Linked DNA regions of Mus musculus: all the other regions are linked to region 3. The links are chromatin contacts, called in public promoter capture Hi-C maps. All regions are on one chromosome and are shown on one strand. The core of a region is the stretch at or near the end of the contact, and the rest is flanking DNA. Distances in the headings are between cores, read along the strand shown.

Region 1 (2,700 bases), core at 197-2,696, 2.9 Mb before region 3:
TTAAGTTAAAAAGCAGGTAAGGTAACAACAAAACTAAACAGTACAACCCAGCAGTTTTAGGTTATATCATTTCTAAAATAAGATAGAAAGTACCTGCTTCATCAATGTAATTGTACAGGGCAAAAGCAACAGATTACACTCTCCAAGGCCCCCGCAGAACAGATGGCTGATTTAGTGTCATTTTCTCTTCTTTGTTGATTCCACTGGGATCCAAATACAAGCAATATAAACTCGGTTGTCACCTATAACCTTTCTGTGATGAAAAAAAGATTGGATCACTGTCTCCTGAGTGTAGGACAATGTAAGGTTTGTCTAGAAAATCCTTTTTCAGTACACCCAACTGTTCTAAGATTGATAACCTGAGGCTATGGGTAATTTTAAAAATAGTATTGACAAGTTTAAAGCAAAACAACCAAAGCTACAGTTGAGATGTAATTTTCATGTTTAATTCTCTATAAAGAACTTCTCACACGTCTTCCAACTTCTCTAGCCACTCTTAATCCAAGATAACAAACAGTACCATTTATACCGTCACCACAAAACATTTGCTACACTGCAGTATACACCAAAAATTTTAAGTACATGGGTCAAAATTGAAAATTCTTTCTCTATAAACTGCAGTTTTCTTGTTTCTTAAGGCAGGTACTTTCCATTGTAATGGTCTATACTATGCAAAGTAACATTCTAAAGTCAATAAACGGAATTAACGTTTTTCAAACTATAACCTCATCTGTACTTCTTTTCTGCCAGCAAAGTCCTCAGGAATGCAGGGCTCGCCACTTGTCCAGAGGACCTCGTTCAGGGATGTATTTGACTCCACAGCCATCAGGGATGAGGCGCTTGGCCGCCACCTTGTCTTCAAATTCATCTGCGTTGAACTTGGTAAAGCCCCACTTCTTGGAGATGTGGATCTTCTGGCGGCCGGGGAACTTGAATTTGGCTCGGCGTAGGGCCTCGATCACGTGCTCCTTGTTCTGCAGCTTGGTGCGGATGGACATGATGACCTGGCCGATGTGGACTCTCGCCACCGTACCTTGTGGTTTCCCGAAGGCGCCTCGCATGCCGGTCTGGAGCCTGTCGGCACCTGCGCACGACAGCATCTTGTTGATGCGGATGACATGGAAGGGGTGCAGCCGCACGCGGATGTGGAAGCCGTCCTTGCCACAGCTCTTCACCATGTACTTGTTGGCGCAGATGCGTGCGGCCTCCAGGGCTTCCGAGGAGAGCTGCTCATACTCGTCCGACACCATGTGGCCGCAGAGTGGAAACTCATCCACCTTCGCCTTCTTCCGACCCAGGTCAAAGATGCGGATCTTCGCATCGGGGACGCCTCGGCAGAAACGGGACTTTGGGTACGGCTTGTTCTTACAGTACCGGTAACAGCGAGCCGGACGACGACCCATGGCGACAGCAGGAACCTCAGCCGTGCGTGCCCACCGCCAGCCGCAAAATGGAGGCCAAATTTCTGTTACCCATCAAGCCTTGCGGGAATCATAGAGACTGAGGAAGACTTGAAGATAGACCTTTCCACTCAATCTCCGGGTCACTCTACGCCTGCGCAGGCCTCAGTGGTAAATACTGAAAGGTTTCTTTCAGGCCGAAGAAAGCCCACCACTGCCCACCGAATTTGGAACTTTGACCTTAAGCTTTGTAGTAGGCTTAAAAACAAAAGTTTACAGCTGGGCGGTGGTGGCGCACACCTTTAATCCCAGCCCTTGGGAGGCAGAGGCAGGCGAATTTCTGAGTTCGAGGCCAACCTGGTCTACAGGGTGAGTTCCAGGACAACCAGGGCTGCACAGAGAAACCCTGTCTCAAAAAGCCAAAGTGGGGGAAAAAAAAGATTTATGGTCATGGTGAATTTCTTAGTGACCCTAGACCCATAACTTTTGATTCCTCTTTTGGGCAAGTGGTTCTGGACTCCTTACTATGTACATGAGTGTGGAGATAAAACGGCATGCTATCTCCATATTTGGCGTACAGAATTAGAGGAGTTAAGTGGTACTAGTCTGTCTCATTTTAGATAAATGTGGAAAAGAAGAAGAGAATATAACCCCTGAAATCCTGTATGGCGTCCTGATTAGGACAGAGGAATAGTTAGGGAAGACTAATCATACGTACTAGGTAGTAACAGAAAAATGGGGCCCAGCATATGTGAAGCCCCAGAGTACAATGAACATGGAACCTTTAAACTAAAAAGGAAGGCTGTAGTGATTGTTAAGGTGCTTCACATATCACAGCTCAACCATTTTACAAATTAGGAGGCTGTTTAGCATAGGCTTTGAAGAATTTTACACAATTATTCTCATTGACTATAGTATGATGAATAGACTTGGTCGCTCAAAAATATATGCAAGAACACAAGAAGGTCATACTTTATAGTACTGAAAAAAATGATGATAACATGAACATTATTTAATATATTTTCACTCATGGATATGTACTGTGTCCGCAGAATGTATCATAAGCCTGGGAAGCAAGAAATCTGTAAGGTAAATATAAAATGACTAATCCGAGTTCATGCAATATTAGGTACTTCTACCTGTCCAGATCTTGCCTTGTGCTTCCAAAATTATAGAATTTTTAAAATAGTGAGTGGTATCATAATGGTTTATCTGATAACCTTTTTCAAAAATTCAGGAAGTAACCAACCCTGGGTTACATGGCCCGAAGTAATATGTCCTACAGAGAATTAGGATGGCG
Region 2 (2,700 bases), core at 111-2,610, 2.9 Mb after region 3:
CAAACCTGTAAGGCAAAGACACTGAAGCGTGTTTGCAGTAATTTGGAATTACCTTTTTATTAATCGCAAGGGCAGGCAGGGTGGGTTAGTTGCGCAGATATATTCAGCCACAGAGCAGTGGTTAGATTCGCGGATTGTCTCAACCGGGTCTAGTGAGTCTCACCCTTTACCTGAGGCCAGGACAAAGGCTGGGACGCTGTGGAAGCGCACAGGGCCGCAACTGCGGCCACCTTCACACTCTACGAAGGCGGTCACCAGACCACACGGGCAGTGGATGTTGACCTGAGCCTCCCGGGCGCCTTTTGGGGGAGCGGGCACCAGTCCAAAGTCGAGCGCGAAGCGGCCCAGCGCTAGCACCGCGTGACCGCACATGGAGCTGTAGCCTTCGTTGTGCAAGAACAGGACGCCTAGGTGTGCGTCTGGCAGCTCACTGGGCACCAGGATGGCCCCGTACATGTCCCGGTGGCCGCGGGGCTCGAACACGAGCCGCCGCCGGATGTAGTCGAGGTGTTGACGCATGTAGCGACGCTTGGCCAGCAACGTGGGCCCTGCCACCTCCGGACACCCGGCGTGCACGATGCGCAGAGGCTCGCCGCCTGTGTGCATGTCCACCACCGACAGTGCTGGCGTCCTCGGGTCGTTTGGGGGCAGCCGGGTCACTGCCAGCGCCGCCTCCATTGTCTGCGTCCAGGGACTGCCGCACAGCGCGGTGGTGCTCTCTCCAAGCAGGGAGAAAGCGCCAAACCCAACGGGAGAACGCGCAGAACCGGTGGCAATCTCAGGGCCAAGCCGGCGAGCAGAGATCACCCAGCGACCAGCGTCCGGAATCTTAGACTGGGCGCGCCCGAGCTAGCAGGATTCAGAGTTAGACTCCCAACAGGGGCGAGCCTGGGCGACAGGACAGGGAGCGTGGGCAGGGATTAGAAAACTAGACCCCCCAAATGGGGGCGTGGCTCCAGAGGTTTGAACACACGGAGGGGGCGGGGCTTCGGAACTTGCTCCAGCAGCGGGGCGGGGCTCGGAGGCTGGACTGCTCGGCGGGGGCGGGGCCTCGGAGACTAGACACGCGGCAGGGGCAGGGCCTAGAAAAGGAGCCAATAAAATAGGGGCGGGGCTCCAGAGACTACTCTGCGGAGGCGGTGCCTAGAAAACTAGCCCGCACGATGGGGGCGGTCCTCGGAGACCTCAATGCAGGGTAGGAGCGAGGCCTCGGCGACTTGAATGCACGGGGTGGGCGGAGCTACGAGCTTCGTCTAGGAAACGGGGGCGGGACCTCAGGGCCCCTTCAAAGAGACACTGGAGGCGGTGGAGACCAGTTCAAGTTGGAGGCAGGGCGGGGACGAGACCTGAGTCTGGACCCGGAAAAGGTGGAGCCTCTGAGCTCAAACCCGGAAGCGAGAGAGAGAGAGAGAGAGAGAGAGAGAGAGAGAGAGAGAGAGAGAGAGGCTTCCAAGCCTAGATTAGGAAACTAGGTTTCTGGGAATCCTAGGCCTGGAAGTCCGCCGCGTGCACCCCCGACACCCCTAGCGGGGGAAGCGGTGGTGGGGCGGGACTCGGAGCCGAATGTAGCAGGGGCGGGGTTCCAGCGTGCTTGCCAGGCTAGCGGGAGGCGGAGCGGCTGAGAGCGCTGTGGCCCGGATGTTCGGGCGCTGCGTTCGGACCCGCTGATCCCCGGCTTCTCAGGGGAACCTAGTGTGGCCAATGGGTAAGTGGTCGATTAGGCTGCGGGCGTGTCTCTGTCCTTTTTTCCTATTGCTTTTCCTCGCATTGTCTTGGGCTCGCCATCGGGCCGACAGCTCTGCTGCAGCGAGCAGCCTGGCCCTTGGCTGCGCTGAGCCCAGGCACTGACTTCTCCCGGGGTTGGGATGGTCTGCTCCAGAATGGCTGGAGAAGAGCGCTTGTGCAGAATTAAAGGCTGAGTCTTTGTTGTGCTCTTCCTGTGTCCCTTCCTTCAGTCCCTTTGTTCTTGTCCAGGAAAGCATTCCTGGTGGTTGACTTCAGAATTAGAAGCAGAGTTAGAACAGGACAAGGAAGCAGAACCTAATTGCCACGAGACTTGCTTTTTCAACCTCAAATGTAATAGTTGTTTTTCAAGACAGGGTTTGTCCTTGTAGCCTTAGTCGACCTGGAACTTGCTCTGTAGACCAGGCTAACCTCGAACGCAGAGTTCCACCTGCCTCCGCCTCCATAGTGCTGGGTTGAAAGGCGTGCACTATTACACTGGACATCAAATGTAAATACATTAAGCCCTTCACAAAGGGTCTTAGACTGCTGCAGAAAAAAACAAGGACAACATTTTAGCTATAGCTCACCAATGGCTATGAAAGGTTGTACAGATTCTTCTCGTTAGGTAAATGAGCTTTGGTTTGTTGGCCTTGGTTTTGAGATCTTTTAGACGCAAAGCCCATGGAGAAGGGACTTCCTTCTCATTACAGTTCAGTTGTGTTTAAAAAAGGTGTTAAGGATTGGCTGGAGAGATGGCTCAGTGATTAAGAGCACTTGCTGCTTTTCGTGGGGTTTGATCCCCAGAACCTCCACAGCGGCTCAGGACCCTTAGTAACTGCAGTTCAGTGGCTCCTATATCCCTTTCTGACTTTCTCCTCTTTTGGCCTCTGCGGGAACTTGGCTGGTACATGGTGCACAGACATAAATGCAGGCAAAACACAAATACACATGAAAACACAATACTATAATAATAAA
Region 3 (2,700 bases), core at 2-2,501:
CCATGTCATGTACTCCGGAGTTACTAAATAGCCCGTTTCTGCAGTTCATCTTAACCCGAAAAAACCTAGACCAGACGGAGGAGGGACCGATCCTGACACACTTGAGTCATTCAAGTCTCTAAACTGTAAGGCTAGGCTTACAGTAACTATTTCATCAATAATGTAAGTCTGAGCTTAAAACTCTCTGCTGCACCTCAGCAGTGTCAAATACCATGCAGGCCCATTAAACACAAGTTTATTTAAAACTGGTCCCGCAGCTGGGTGTGATGCACACCTTTAATCCCAGCAGAGAATCTGTGTTCCAGGACAGCCAGGGCTACGGAGAAACCCGGTTAAAATACTTTTTAAAAAAATTGGTACAAATAAAAAGCAGATGAAATATATATACAGTGGTTTTGACCAAAAAAGGAGACTTTTGAGACATCAACCTTAGAACAAATAAAAAGCCAAAACCCTGGCTAAAACATAGCAGTGTGTTCACTAGATTCACTTAGGTTTCGGTGTGTGAAGTCTAGAGCTCTTCCCAGTATGATCAAACATCCTGGGCCAGAAATTTAAGACACGTATTGGGTTAGGAATATTCAGTTACTATGTAGAAACTGCACCACCTCCTACCCACCTGACACCTAAATCTGACCAGGCATTAAACCCTTCACCCTTCCCTTCTGGAACTCTTAAAACCCTCCGCTGTGTGCATCGTGGACGGCAGCGACCAACCGCGCGTACCTTAATGAAGCCTATGTCCTTCGCGTACTGCCGGAAGCACTGGCGGCACATGTTCAGCCCGTATTTGCGGATCAGACCGTGGCGGTTGGAGCAGACGCGGCTGGGAGGAGGAAGGACAAGGAGATGGCCTTAATGGAGCCGCCACAGTAAGGTACAGCACTCCTCAGCTTCCCCACCACCCGCAGCAGGGCCCGCCCGGCCCGGCCTAGCTAAGCCCGTAATGGCGACGGCAGCACCGAACGCCCTGCGCGCCGCCCGCGGGCCTTGAATTTCCGACACCCAGTCACCAACAATGGCCCTTCCCTCTAACCGCGGTCTCCACAACCCGCTCCTCACCAAGAGCGGGAACCCTGGCCGAACTTCCGTGGGTGACTCCAGTAGAGCTGCTGGTGACCCATCTTGCCTTCAGACGCCCAACGAGGAGAAAGGAACGAGTCGGCTCGCGCAGGCGCTCTTCAAAGTTTTTTGGAGCTACACGCTACCCAGAATACAACGCTAAGACGTGACGCGTACGCCGTGCGACAACATTGGTCCGCGTGCTCTGAGTGACATTTCTAAGGCTGGCTGGGCGGGCACAGTGAGTGACGTCACGGCCCGCCGCAGCTCTAGTATCTCCCCGTCGCTCTCAGCGCTCGCCGGGCGCGGTGGCGCACGCCTGTAGTCCCAGCTACTCGGGAGGCTGAGACAGGAGGATCGCTTGAGTCCAGGAGTTCTGGGCTGTAGTGCGCTATGCCGATCGGGTGTCCGCACTAAGTTCGGCATCAATATGGTGACCTCCCGGGAGCGGGGGACCACCAGGTTGCCTAAGGAGGGGTGAACCGGCCCAGGTCGGAAACGGAGCAGGTCAAAACTCCCGTGCTGATCAGTAGTGGGATCGCGCCTGTGAATAGCCACTGCACTCCAGCCTGGGCAACATAGCGAGACCCCGTCTCTTTTTGGACACTTAATAATATTAACATTATTCTCACTTTCTTTTTAATTCACCCTTTTCTCATATAATACATTTCAACCTTAATTTTTTACATTGTCTTAACACAAACGTTCGCTTACAAACGTGATTTTTTTTTTCCTTTACTCACTACTGACACCTACTGGCGTGAAATTATATGACAACTTAAATCAAGTGTAATGAGTAAGAGTCAACGATAGGGGCCTCTTATTAAATCTTTTGACCTCATATACTCCAAAAAGAAATCCACATCATTCCATGGATGGAAAATAGGGTCTTACGTATATGTGAGTATACCACCCTTGATACCTAAATATAATCGCCTACATTTACTTTTCATTTGTTTTTGTGTAGACAAGACTGGCCCAAGACTCTCATTTTGCCCATAATAGACTCACACTCCCTATCCTAATGTCTCAGCCTCTAATAATGGGCTTGCTTGTGCCACCAAACGCAGGCTAAGTGGATGAATATGAAGAAAAGTAATATAAAATAAAAGTTGTTTTCATCAGATAATTTAATAGCAAAACAAGTAACGACAAACTTCAAAAGACAAATTTATAAAAAATAAAAAATATATAAAATAAAAATAAAACCTAAAATTGCACAAAGCCCTGCCCCCTGAAATAAAAGCTTTAACTAAATCTAGAATGTAGCAGAGTAAAATTAAGAAAAAAAGCCTTTTGTAGAAGACTTTTAATAGAAACTTTAAAAAAAACTTTAAAGTATGCTACTTCAAAATTTTGGTAGACAATCCTTACCCAATTATTTCATAATGAAAGAGTCACAGATTTAAAGACCAGATATAATTTAATGTCTGTTGTCAGTCTTCAAATCTAGTGTTTTACACAAACACACACACACATATACACATATACAAATACACACACACATATACACATAAACAAACACACACACCGCGATTCCCTCACCTTTTCAATTCCAGTTCTGTTGTTGTTGTTGATCTATCTCTCTGTCTTGCTTTGACAACATGTAATACAACTAAACAAACGGGAGAACACAGG

Evidence for each region. Promoter capture Hi-C pulls out the DNA fragments that hold promoters and counts their contacts. Capture Hi-C pulls out chosen DNA fragments and counts their contacts.
Region 1: a contact with region 3 is called in a promoter capture Hi-C map of embryonic stem cells, with 5 times the contacts expected there. The contact joins the promoter of Rpl10l here to the promoter of Rps29 in region 3. A contact is called at or near these places in 4 of 39 promoter capture datasets (cranial neural crest, embryonic stem cells, hippocampal neurons and 1 more).
Region 2: a contact with region 3 is called in a promoter capture Hi-C map of adipose tissue, with 4 times the contacts expected there. The contact joins the promoter of Jkamp here to the promoter of Rps29 in region 3. A contact is called at or near these places in 1 of 484 Hi-C or Micro-C datasets (CD8 T cells) and 2 of 9 other capture datasets (adipose tissue and liver).

Annotation. Positions count from the first base shown.
Region 1 is chr12:66,282,955-66,285,654 of GRCm38.p6, forward strand. It overlaps Rpl10l (ribosomal protein L10-like), which reads right to left and starts at 1,447. Exons shown (of 1, transcript NM_001162933.1): 1 at 425-1,447. The coding sequence starts at 1,403. The coding sequence ends at 759.
Region 2 is chr12:72,084,479-72,087,178 of GRCm38.p6, forward strand. It overlaps Jkamp (JNK1/MAPK8-associated membrane protein), which reads left to right and starts at 1,361. Exons shown (of 7, transcript NM_024205.2): 1 at 1,361-1,705. The coding sequence starts at 1,702. L3hypdh (L-3-hydroxyproline dehydratase (trans-)) reads right to left here and starts at 835. Exons shown (of 5, transcript NM_026038.2): 1 at 171-835. The coding sequence starts at 678.
Region 3 is chr12:69,157,935-69,160,634 of GRCm38.p6, forward strand. Rps29 (ribosomal protein S29) reads right to left here and starts at 1,252. Exons shown (of 3, transcript NM_009093.2): 1 at 1,063-1,252; 2 at 727-826. The coding sequence starts at 1,124. It also overlaps Rn7s1.